Regions from separate parts of the Zea mays genome. Here region 2 is linked to region 1. The links are chromatin contacts, called in public Hi-C maps. All regions are on one chromosome and are shown on one strand. The core of a region is the stretch at or near the end of the contact, and the rest is flanking DNA. Distances in the headings are between cores, read along the strand shown. Region 1 holds the start of LOC100382939. Region 2 overlaps LOC103638427 (ubiquitin carboxyl-terminal hydrolase 9).

Region 1 (6,584 bases), core at 1,603-4,102:
CAGGACTCTCGCATGATTAAATGTGGAACCTAAACTCAATTTGTCATTTGCATTTGCATGGGATTCATTATTAATTTTGTTCTATTATTTTATTATGGATTGGTATTCACTTACATTTAGTAACTGCTAATAAAATTTGACCAACTTATTATAAGCAATGCTCAGCTTTAACCTTTACTGTTGATCAGCCTTACACATCACATGAACTCCCACCTTTGGTGAGTTCATGCCACATTATTCCCCACAACTTGTTGAGCGATGAAAATGTGTGAGCTAACCCTTGCTATCTAACACCCCCACAGGAGAAGAACAGGTGGTTCAAGAGGAGCCACAACAAAGAGTTCGATTCGATCTAGGTGGCCTCTCCCAGTTGACTTTCTGGCGCCAAGGATGGATTTTAGATCCTTTTATATTTATCTTTTATTTTGTAAGACTTTCGCTTTGTAATAAATACTTTGATTATTGTGACATTTATCTATATACACTCTGTTATTATATATGTTGTCTTCTTTAGCGCATGTATGAGATGCACCCGACTTTGTTCCTTAAATCCGGGTGTGACAGCAAGTTGCACCGACTTAAGACGTCTCTGACTTAAGCCGATTGCTCTATTAGTAGGGTATAGTAATCACCCTTAAGTCATGTAAGCATGCAGGTATGTTGTGCCGGTTTTAAGTCGTTTTCGACTTAAACCTACTTGTTGGTTGAGAGTTTGTATGCGGCAGAACACAGAAGCTTTATTTATAATGAATCCTTTTGCTTACAAAGTACAGCTTGCTCATTAGAGTCTTGAGATGCTGCTACGGATAGAATGTCTTGAGGTGTTCAATATTCCATGAGTTTCCCACTTTGGTTCCGTCCATTTGGGTAAGTCGGTAGGATCCTGGTCGGGTAACCTCTGCAATGATGAATGACCCCGTCAGCACTCGGCGGAGGACTAGATCTCCTACTGCGAAGGATCGATGTCGCACTACTTTGTCATGGTACCGCCTCAGGGTTTGCTGGTATCTGGCCGATTGAATGACAACATTTAGACGTTCCTCCTCTAATATATCAACATCTTCCAACCTGGTTGCTTCTGCTTCAGCTATGCTTTCAAATGTTAGTTTGGGTGCTCCAAAGATCAAATCCGCTGGTAATACCACCTCCGATCCATATACCATGAAGAATAGGGTGTTTCCATGCAAGGCCCGGCTTGGCTAGGTTTGTAGGCTCCAGACCACATACGGTAGTTCTCTGATCCATTTTCCTGCAAGCTTTTTGCTCTTGTCGAACACCTTTTTCCTGAGTGCATCAAGCATCATCCTGCTGGCTCTTTCCACCTGCCCATCAGCTCTTGGGTGTGCCACTGATGCATACTTGATCTAGATGCTCCTCTACTCGCAGAAATCAAAGAACTCTGAGCTAGTGAAGTTAGATCCCAGGTCTGTGATGATGCTGTTAGGTATCCCAAACCTGAACATTATTTCTTGAATGAACTCCACCGCTTTTGCTGAGGTCAAAGAGGCGATGGGCTTGTACTCTATCCATTTTTAAACTTTTCAATGGCGACGAGTATGTGAGTATATCTTCCTTGAGCTTTTTTTTGAATGGCCTAATCATGTCCAGCCCCCAGCACGCGAAAGGACAGGTTATAGGAATAGTCTGCAACTGTTGGGTGGGCAAGTGTTGATGCTTTGATAGGAAATGACATGCTTCACACTTCTGAATTAACTCTGCCGCATCATACATTGCTGTTGGCCAGTAGAACCCGAACCTGAAAGCTTTCCCTACTAATGTTCTTGATGCTATGTGTATGCCACATTGCCCCACATGAATTTCATCCAACAACTGCCTTCCTGTTGTAACACCCTTGGTGTTTATATTCTGCTCGACAACGAGTACGGATTTAAGCACGTAATATCAGTGGATAAACTGGATGCTAAATTTTAATCATCTTCGCCTATTGCGATTTTAATATCGCATCTGTTTCGTCTGTCGCGAGTTCGACATCGTTTTTATCTATCCGGGCTCTTCCTAATTTTTCGTGATGTTCGGAACATAGTTGTTCCAAAAATCGGTGTGTCCGGTGATTATTTAAAAGTCTTCGCTCACGCGAATACGAATTCGGAAGCTCGACCTACTCTTACGATTTTATCCCGGGCAAATTAATTTTAACTCGGTGACAAAAGTTTTAATGTAAAATTAAATCAGACCACACTCGGAATCCAAGAAAAACCAGACGTAGGGTTGTTAATTGAATTGTTCTCCGATCGAATATTTGGATAGCAGGTGAAATTCGTTTAGGTTCAACTAAATCAAATATCGACTAAAATATCAAATCTGATCTCGTCTGGTTTAATCCGTCCATATCTCGTTCCCGTGACAATGCTGATGTCGTCTCCGAGGGATTGCGACGCCGCATTCGGCTCGCACAGTTTATTTTTTTTTATTTTTAAAGTGTTGTTTTAATTAGATTTGTTTACATCTTGTCTAGGCTCAAATTCTAATATTCTAAAATTCCTTTTACCAAATAAAATATCCTTTTATGATATTTACCACCGCTTAGACTTTATATTGATTTTCTGGCCATCGGCTTTATCTAATTGCGCAAGGCTACACAAATTCATTTTCCTACTGCTCTCTCTCTCTCTCTAAAAATTTTCCCCTGGCCGCACTTTCCCTGCTCGCGCTGGCCTGGGATATTTTCTGAAGCCGCTGCCGTCCTTATCTCCTCTGATTTCTACACCCAGTCGTCCTCATCCGCTTGGGCTGCTGGGAAGACAAAAAAATCTGGCCGCCGGTGGCGTGCTTATCTTCCCCGCGAGCCCTTGCTCCCTGATTTTTTCTTGCTCGCTCCTGAGCCATGGAGTTCCTGTGCGCTCCCTCTGCCCATCTCAATGGCCGACCGCACGGCTTCCATGGCGCACGCTCAGCTCCAGCTCGGCCTCCTTCCCCTAATCTCTCATCACCGCGCGCCCTCTGCTCCTCCCTACTGGCCAGCGCCCAGCGCTGCGCCTAGCTCCCTCCTCTCAAGCTCCCATGCCGCGCGCTGTGCTTCTTGCTCGCCATGGCCTCGCCAAAACCCCAGCCGATCTCCTGTTTCTCTCTCCCGCGGTCCCTGACTTCCCATCGCCGGAGCTCCCTGTCTCGTCTTTGGTACTCGCCTGGCCGCGCCCTTGCTTCCCAGTCCCAGCTCGGAGCTCCTAGCGCCGGCTCGGAGCTCCTAGCGCCGCGGCTTCCTCCTTCAGCTCGGCGCTCATCTCCCTCTCTGCTCGGACCGCGCCCAGCCCCAGCGCCCTCGTCCTCTTTTCTGCGCGCGCCCGGCCGGAGCTCTGCTCTCTCTCGTGGCACCCAGAATTTCCCCCGCACGGATCTCTCTCACAGCCGCGCCCGCTGCTTGCTCCCCATGGCGCTCGGTCTCTACCGCGCGCCCAGCTCCTGTGCACCGCAGTTCGCCCCAGCTCGGCGTCTGCTTCTCTGCTCCCTATTCTGCGCGTCGGTCGCTTCGCTTCTGCGCGTAGCTCCCTGGCCGTCGCGCCCATGCCGGCCAGAGCTCGCTCGGTCGCGGTCTCGTCCCGGCTCCCTGCTGCGCTCGCCCAGATCGCCGCTGTCGAGTTCCATCGCCGAGTGTAGCTCCTGTTGCTGCGTCCTCGTCGCGTTCGTGAAACTGCCGTGGAATTGCATTCGTTTTTCATGTGGGTAGCATGCCATCGTCTTCGTGTTTTTGCAAGTCCCGGCGTGCGCTCGCTCGCCATCCTCTGCTCGACCTCGTCGATGAGCTTCGCCTTGCCGTTGTTCGCCATCCTCTGCTCGGATGAAGTCTGATCGGTGTTGAGAGTTGGTCATGTGGTGGTGTGCGTGAAGCTCGTAATGTACCTGCCAAGCGCTCGACAAATTGTCTAGACCGGAAAATCATTACCGATCTCGCGGATTCGAGTCAGATATTGGAACGGTGAGCTGCTTTGCTATTTTTATTGACTAGTTCAATAAATGAATTGATAGGTATGTATGTCGCGACGAGTATTCCGCTTGTAGCTCAGGCACGTATTTATTTGACGCTTGTAGGAATACGGGGCTACCTGCAGCATGTTAATTGTGTCCCCGATTGCGATGTCGTTATGCTGCATAGCTAAGTTAAGTTTAACGACATAGGTTATGCGAGAATGATTAAATCGGTGTTTCGTATCCGATGAGTGGTCGAAGTAATAAAATGAGGAATAGGTCTAGTGTTTCTAACGACTAGTCGATAGATTCTTTTAAAAATTGATTATGCTAATTTTAATTAAGTGGTTGAATGATGCATTACCTTAGTAGTTATCGAATTCCATTTTTAATGATCAAGTTAAATGTCATATTTGAATTTGGTCACTTAAGTAAATTGTCATGAATAAATATTCATCATTATTTTAATTAGTTTGGAGCAAGTATCACTATCAGGTTCGCTTTAGGTGAATTCTGAAACCTACATAGTAGACTTTACACCTTAATGATTTAACTCTTTAGGATCTAAATTATGATCTTGTGAAAACTCTATGTTTGTTGACTGGTTAAGTGTTATAAATATATAAGGGTTGTTACACAAAATATTTAGGAAGCGAAGAACATTGATAAGTGTATTCCTATGAAAACCCGAGGACTATTAGTGGAGAATGCGCATAAGCGGGTTAGATCTTTGGTTGTTTAGAAGGTCGTTTTGTAGAACTCTATGATATTTGAATTAGAGTTGGTTAAGCTCGAAAGTCGCAGCTATTGTGCTTAATCATACGTCAATAACTAGTGTTTTCGTATGAAACGGTACAACGCCTCGTCGTTAGGTGTTTAATTCGTTATCGCGTAGCACTATTTAGGTGTGTAATATTCCTGTCTATATGCATTCATGTGCATAATGCATTTCATTCAGGTACGTGAATTTACCACGTGATGCGGCGAACCAGAACTGAGTCGACCACAAGATGGTGCTGATGCATGGAACTGAAGATGGACAGACGAAACAAGTATCAGAACAAAAGGCTAATCGCTAAGTGGTCGTCACCTAACAAACACTAACCTAGTGTTATTCATACAAGCCCCGGTGCATGCAACACCTTCCTTGTGTTTTTAAATTATTTTTACACACTTTAAGTCTAGTGAATGTGCATTAGGTTTATAAGAGTTGCTTGGAAACCCTTTGATGCATTGGCTACCTTGAAATCCATTCCTTTTATAGATACTTCTGGTGAAGTATCAAAATATGATTTACAAAAAAAATGCTTAGCCCTGCTTATAAGCAGATAGAGTTTGTCCTTTGCACTTATGCCTAGCTCAGGTTTATCCTTAGGAAGGATGGCTTCTACCTGCAAGAATATTTTCATTGGGAGCATGGTGGGATCTTACTGCAAAGTTCCCTATAATTCTCTTTTCATCCTAAGGAACACAAAACAATCCTTAGGGTGGAAGTACTTAACTCAAGACTTGGGCTAGGAACAGGTGATGCTCCACCCAGTTTATTTAAGGATTGGATGCGTATGTAGGCCTGTATGATCAAGGACTATCTTAACTGGCCACATACCCTGGATATGGGATAGGGTAAGCTTGAACCCGACTATTCCATACATGAAAAGACAACCGCGCACTGGGCGTGGGAGGTGGTGGGAGTAGCGTGTACCCTCCTGGCTAGAGGTTGGACGAAGGAGTACTGTGCTACCGGGTAGCGCGGACCGGTTCACGTTGTGGAGGATCTGTGGGAATGGTTGACATATGCAAGGGTTAAGTGCTACATATGTCGTGTGGTTAGAAATCCTCAGCTGAGTAAATCGATTCGGATCGCCGTTATATCCCCAGAGAGAGGAGACTTGATCACTGACCTGCAACCTAAGTCAGGATGTAAACATTATGAGTAAAAATGATGTTGTATTGATGAGATGGTGAAATTATTCTAGGTGCAACCAGAGTCTATTAATATTTAATCTGGCGTTAAAATATTGAAAGTAAGGACTCACTTTAGTAAGCTATTTCTGCAAAAGTATCTAAGTTGATTCTTGCTAAGAGCCTCTCCTTGATTCCTAAATCCAGCATATCCTTAAGAGTCTTTTTTCTTAGTCGGGTAAGACTTGAGAAAGTACACTTCGTACTCAGGGCTTTGTCCCATGTTGTTTTAGGTGAAGAGCCTACGGAGCTTTGCTACTTTTGTGCAAAGGTGGTTCCCAAGCAGAAGGAAGAACCAAAAATAGAAGTGTGTTGCTGTGGATGGTGCTAAGTATCGGTGGGCTCGGCCTTCTTATAAGTCTAAGTACCTCTTCTATACTTCTTATTGAGGATGGTCACTTAAGCTAGCATATATTTCAAACTTACAAGTATTTTATAACATTTTAAAGTTTATTTCTTTGAATCACTTTGTAATCACTCTGATAAACATAATGTAAATTTGATGTAACTTGAAACCTTTTGTAATATAGAAATTCCGCTGCAAAATGTTGGTGTGTGATTTGTGTTTACTTAATCTTGCGGTTCTGGTTGTAAGTGGTTGATCCGGGGTCCTTGGGACACTCGGACGGATCCTGTTAAGTTATTTGCTGCACATGCATAGCCGTCTGAGGTCTTTGAGACAAGGACAAGTGCATGTG
Region 2 (6,584 bases), core at 2,343-4,842, 420 kb before region 1:
ACCCTCTGCGCATTGGACTTGCACGTGTGCAGCCACCTGGATCCCATGGACGCCATCTGGACGAAAGGGGAGCACATGGACGGGCACCTGGAATAGGTCGCAATAATAACCAGCGGAGGCGCCCTCGTGACGGCCGGTAGCGGAATGTGGAGGCGCTAAACAGTGCGCCCTTGCTGATGACAAGGGGAGTGCCTTCCCTACTCCCGCTGTCGTAGGGTTGAAGTTCGTCGCCCGCGGGACACGTACCATGCTCGCACTTGGAGATAGCGGGCCAGTGCTGCTGCTGATGGCTGGCCGACAGGGCGAGGTCGCGCCCCCTTGTGCCGAGGTCAACCGTCACCAAAGTTGTCTCAAGCATCTGCCGACGCATCTCTCGCACTCTCCGTCGTGCAAGGAAGCCACGAGCAGCAGCCTGTATGCCCACAGCTGCCGACGTCTGGAGCCGTGCGGACAACACTAACTGCTGCTGTTCATGTTGCACTGCTGCCTTGATTTGCAGCAGCCCCTGCTCAACCATCCGGAGCGAGGCTTGCATCTTTGCGAGATCAGTCTTTATGTTGGCCCACAAGTCCCCCATCGATGGAGCTGGTGATTGTTGAGCCGTGGCTGCCTCTAGTGGCGTCACCCATGGGGATGGAGACGCCGTCAACGAAGATGATGCGACAAAATTTGGCGTTATCCCTGGAGATGGGCACACCGTCGTCCAGGATGTGGTGACAAAATTGGCAGGCGATGTTGCCCATAGAGATGGGGACGCCGGTTGCCAGGATGGCGTGATGAAGGTGGCATGCGGCGCAGCCCATGGAGATGGGGACACCGGTTGCCAGGATGACGTGACAAAGGTGACATGCGGCGCAATCCATGGAGATGGGGACACCGGTTGCCAGGACGATGCCAAGAAATTGGCAACAGAAGCCATGGGATCGGATCGAAACCCAAGCTAAGCCGATACCAGATGTTATGGTCGCTAGATCTGTGAGGGATTAGAGAGGCAAGAACGTCGGTCGGGGGCCTCTGCTCACGGCCGAGCAAGAGGAGGGTTTCTCCTAATTCCTGTCTACTTTATTTCTCATCCATTGATTACATAAATAGGCCGGCTAGCCGCCCTTGTCTAGCTACAGATCCTTGCCTCCTTAAAACTCTCCTAAAAACTCTCAACAAACTAACTGATAACCTTTCTAGATAATCTCAACTAATTTTCTAATATTATCTCTAACTATCCTTATCTAATACCCCTTGGAGGGCCCATGGCTGCTGCTGCCGCAGCCACTCCGTGGGCCTCCTTAGGCCCTGACACACATGATATTTCTGTCTGTTAGGGACTGTTTGAAACCCTTGCTAGGCCTTAGCTAACCGGGCGAGAACCGAGAAACTGACCTTGCTGCTAGCGGTTTAGTTTTCTTGCTTATTTCTTCTGGGCTCATGATTTCAATGTTTTCCCACGCCAGTCCTAGCCAGCCAAATTTCTCCCCACTGCTGGCAAGGCTGGCATCGCTTGTCGAGGCGAGGTGAATGTACCAAACACACCTGCGATCATGGTCTATGGTCTTTGATATGTTAAAAGCCATATATATGGGTTGTACTTTCTTCTTTATGTTGTTTAGTTATTTCAGTTTTTTCTCTGCGATTGATGACTAGCAGTTTAATCCATCGAAAGAACCAGCTGATTATACTTTATCTTGTATTGTGTGCCGTGTTGTTTGATAAGCATTTGATACTTCACCCAGATTTCTTGTGGAGCCTCAGTTTAATATCAATAGGAAGCTCATTGGGTGCCCCATTGTGACTTGTATTCCAAATGACTCTACTGCAAAATCTGATATTTATGCGGCTGTATCTTCTGTCTTGGTTCCATTTGTAAGAGCAAAAGCACATAGCCCTGATGTGTCTGCTGTCAAGTTAAATGGCAATGGGCCAAGTTTGGACGGTATTGTCCTGACCGATAATGGCACCACCAGTGAGGAGGGTCTCTCTACATCAAGATCAAGGGAGGACGATAATGCAGCTGACAATGAGCTTTTACCGTTTCAGCTTTCATTGACTGATGAAAAAGGTAGTACAAGAAATGCTATAGACATGGATTCTAATCGTGTTCTAGGACTAGTTATTAGGGTTTTGATGGATTGGGGTGAGAAAGAGCATGGGATGTACAATATTGATCACATGGATGTACTTCCTGAAGTCTTCAAGCCTGGTTTTATGTCAAAGAAGACCCGTCAAGAAGCAGTCAATTTATTTTCATGCTTGGATGCTTTTCTGAAGGAGGAGCCTCTAGGGCCAGATGATATGTGGTTAGTAATTTTCTGGCACTGTTAACTGAGATGCTTCTGCAAACTGCCCTCATCTGAAATCAACCTTTTGTTGATGTTTGATGGATTTTACTTTTGTCATGCCTCTAAACAGGTACTGTCCTGGGTGCAAGGAACACAGGCAAGCTAGCAAGAAACTGGACTTGTGGAGGTTGCCTGAGATATTGGTAGTTCATTTGAAAAGGTTCTCGTACAGCCGGTATATGAAGAATAAGCTTGATACATTTGTGAACTTTCCGATCCATGACCTCAATATGAGCAAGTATGTGAAGCCTACATCAAGAGGTGACCAGCACCCCGTGTATGAACTCTATGCAGTGATAAATCATTATGGCGGTCTCGGTGGTGGACACTACTCTGCATATGCGAAGGTACCTGCATTTTTGTGTCGCTGTTAAATTATGTATGTATATATGTTTGCATTATTGTATGCGTGCTTGCCAGCTTCCTGAACTGTATACTGTCACTTGCAGCTAGTTGAAGAGGACAATTGGTATCATTTTGATGACAGTCATGTTTCCTCTGTTAATGAGGATGAGATCAGGCGATCTGCAGCATATGTTCTTTTCTACCGACGAGTTGGAGGTTCAAGTACAGCGGCAAACGGTGGTCCAGTTGACATTGAAATGGTTGATTCGCTAGAGACATAGTTCCCCAGATCAAAGCCTGAGTATAACATGTGGATCGAGATATGGAGATCAGAAGAGTTATGGAATTTGCATGTCTGCTCCGGAATGGAATATTTGTGTATGAAGCCTTTGACATTTTGAGGCATGGCAGACAACTGAGGTCGAAATAGCGTGGTAGCTTGGATCTGCACATCTATATGATTGAGGGCCTGGTGTTTAGGATTATAATCTGCCCAGATTATATAACCTATCTTATTTTGAACTAAGTGTTAGTTCAAAATAAGTTAGATTATATAATATGGACAAATTATATTCCCAATCAAACAGGCTATGATTGGACTTACTGATACCCATTTGAGTAGAACTGATCTTGACAGGTATCCGAGAAAACGATGACCTTAATTGAAAATTTTGCTGATACGCTGATGCAGCACTTAGGGTCTACTATTGTTATTGGTGTAGCCAAGGGATTGCAACTGGGAAAAATGGTGTAAAAACGCTGCATATTTTTTTTTGCCTAAGCTACAGCTGTGCTACAGCAAATTTTGATTACGGTTGTTTTTTTAAAATGCCCAATCATCAGCACTTAGCCTTATTCGGTGTGATTGGTTGAGTGGAGTGTGGCCTGCCTCATGTGAGCTTGGCTCGTAGGAAACGGGACGCTCGCTGCGTACTTACCCATGCAGCCGGAGGTGATCATTTTGGCCTCCGCTGCAGCCCCGGTGCAGAGCCTTGCGTGCAAGCAACCAGGAGCTGCCCTTTGGTCAATTCATCTAGAGAGTCTGAATAAGTAAGCACAGGTAACCAATCACACCAGGAGCTGCCCTTTGGTCAATTCATCTAGAGAGGCTGAATAAGTAAGCACAGGTAACCAATCACACCGATTGTGATTCCGTGTGCTTCCCCAATCACACCGATTGTGATTCCGTGTGCTTCCCCATCCCTATTTATTCGTCGGGGAAAAATTTTCCCGTTTACATTCCTGCGGGGAAGTAACCTCTCCATCCTCATCCTATAAGGGCTAGTTTGGGAGTCTAAAAACTAGAGGGGATTGGAGGGGCTAAAATCTCCTCATTCAAAATTGAATAAGAAGGGAATTTTAGCCCGTCCAATCTCCTTTGGATTTATGGCTCCTAAACTGGCCCTAATAGAAGAATTCGCCACGGGGGATCGGGTCTCCATTGCCATCTCTATTCAGGACTATGATTTCGTGGGGTTGGTATAAAATTATTCACCATGTAACTAATTACACAATGTAACATTTCGTTTTGTTCTATTTTTTCACATGCAAATTGTTTTCTTCGTACCGCACCATGCCTCTCCCTGCGTAGACCGTCGAGGCGCTCTTCGATCTCTACTTTGTACTTGTAGTCGACGTGTAGGTGGTCGTCCACTCGGAGATGGCCCTCCTCGTCCACGTGCTCCCCAAGGAGCGTCCCGCTGAGCAAGCCGAACGCCATGGGCCGACACGGTCGACCTCCAGTGTCTCCCTTGTCGATGTGGTAAGGGTCTGTGTCCGGGGTCACCGATGCGAAGTCCATAATTTGGTCTAGCAGCACGATGACGTTCTTGGACCACAGTCACTTGGGCGCCTTGGCCGACGCCCGGGCGCCCATGAGCTTGAGCAGCCGCGGTGCGTCGTGGACGTCACACGCTTCTCAGGGCTCTACGTCACTCAATTTTTCAGTGCTCGAGCTAGGTTATAAGTTAAACATACCAAAAAATTGTTAAAATTTAGGCTTCTTTGGCTGTGGAGAAGGTGTATTCCTTGATAGCTATGCAGAAGGTGGATCCCTTGCTGGTGGCGTAAACAGTAGGTCACAGAGAGGATGAGTATGGGGGTGGAGAAGGTGGTGGAGCCCTGAATGGCGATGCTTGTGGCGGAGACGGTGGGTCAGAAAGAGGATGAGCAGCACCAAGTGAAGTTTGAGGAGGTGATGACGGTTGTATAATATGATCTAGATGTGATGACTCTTGCGTTAGGGGTCGGACATGTGACAATGACGGTGGTGGATCATCCAATTGGACATCCCGTCAAGGCCAAAGGATGAAATTCTTGATAGCATGTCCAAGTGTCTCAATACCTTCTGGCCTAGGGATGTCTAGCATGTCGTCCTCGGATCCTTGGATGACCGTCATGACTTCTATCCTGTAATAATCTTCTATAATTTTGTCTCCATGGAAGTTGCGTCCTAGGATCGCAAGGTCTGTGGCTACTTTCTTCATACGAATATTGTTAATACCATATCTTATAACTAGGGTGCACCCCATAGGCCTTGTGATGTCATCAACTGGATAACAGACCTTATTTCCCATAGACGCGACAGAGCATGGGACAGTTGTACAATCTATGGAAGATGGCGGTTGAGCTTCTGGAATTAGTTGCATCTGTGGAGGTTGAGTGGTCATCTGTTGAATAGACACCACACTCGCCAATTGTTGCATCAATTCTAGAGGAGGATTCGACAACATTTGAGACATTAGGTCTGAAAGGATCACGATGCCCAAGAGGGAGGGTGGTGGTGAATTGGGCTTTTCTAAAATTCTTACAAAAGATTAAACCCTAAACAAGAGCTCAACTTCACCCAATCTACTAGCAAGAAGTAAAAGCTATGAAATGGAGAACAAGACTAAGTCATTATGGCAAATACTCAAAGTAAAATGCACAAAGTGAATGTAAAAAGTACTGTAAAATGCTCAAAGTACTGAGGTATCGAAGAGTCGACACTCTCCACTAGTCTTCGTTGGAGCACCTGTGCAAGGGTATCACTCCCCCTTGGTCCTCGCAAGAACCAAGTGCTCACTATGAGATGATCTTTTGCCTCTCTAGCGCGGTAGATCCCTCACGACCACGTACAACCATTGAGTCGGGTCACCAACAAATCCTCCGGGGTGATCACGGAGCTCCAATCACCACTGAGCCATCTAGATGATGCCGATTACCAAGAGTAACAAGCCATAGACTTTCGCTTGACCAAGAGAAGCCTAATGCATGCGATGTGTGCTCTAGGTGGCTCTGATGCGCACTAATGAGGTCCTACCATGGGATTATGATTTTGCTAATCACCTCACTAGGCTTTATGGACTTGCAATGCTCTAGCAATAAATTCTAGGTGGCTGGGGCAGCAAGACATTCAATATGGCTGGTGGAGGGGGTATAAATAACGCACCCACAAAAACTAGCCGTTGCAAACTCTACTGAGCATGGGCGCACCGGACAGTCCGGTGTGCCACCGGTGCATATCCAATGGCTAGTTCTCATAACTAGCCATTGCTTTAGAGTTGCATCGGACATAGCACATTAGCTGTCCGGTACAACCGGACAGTCCGGTGCAGGCCAAAAAATCAGCTGTCAGAACTGTTTGCTCTCGGGTTTCTGGGCTTCTCAGGGTTTCCTCTCAGGCGCTCTCGGGCAAACTGTCCAGGGACCACCGTACAGTCCAGTGCACACTAGACAGTCCTATGCCCCTAGGGTAGCATCCCTACTTTCTTTTCTTGAGGTTTCCTAATCCAATTTCGATTCTAGCTTGTGAGTGAGTTCTAGAGTGACACCTAGCACTAGTTTTGAGTGTGAACATGGACCGACACTACACTAGTTATCTCTTGGTCAAACTACTCATACACAACCCTCTTTATAGTACGACTA

Evidence for each region. A called contact is a pair of places that touch in the nucleus more often than the background predicts.
Region 2: a contact with region 1 is called in a Hi-C map of leaf, with 5 times the contacts expected there. The contact joins the enhancer-like site here to the promoter of LOC100382939 in region 1. A contact is called at or near these places in 7 of 25 Hi-C or Micro-C datasets (bundle sheath, ear, endosperm and 2 more).

The regions. Positions count from the first base shown.
Region 1 is chr1:125,218,577-125,225,160 of Zm-B73-REFERENCE-NAM-5.0, reverse strand. It overlaps LOC100382939, which reads left to right and starts at 2,852. Exons shown (of 1, transcript NM_001175625.1): 1 at 2,852-4,068. The coding sequence starts at 3,050. The coding sequence ends at 3,685.
Region 2 is chr1:125,636,374-125,642,957 of Zm-B73-REFERENCE-NAM-5.0, reverse strand. LOC103638427 (ubiquitin carboxyl-terminal hydrolase 9) reads left to right here. Exons shown (of 13, transcript XM_008661345.3): 11 at 1,728-2,291; 12 at 2,404-2,680; 13 at 2,783-3,490. The coding sequence ends at 2,959. Among protein-coding and RNA genes, the nearest start is that of LOC103638427, 19 kb to the left of the region's middle. Within about 2 kb of position 3,592, at least 11 of the 20 cell types and tissues checked have an H3K27ac peak or open chromatin away from gene starts, as enhancers often do. A contact at or near this core is called in bundle sheath, ear and leaf, where this site is marked.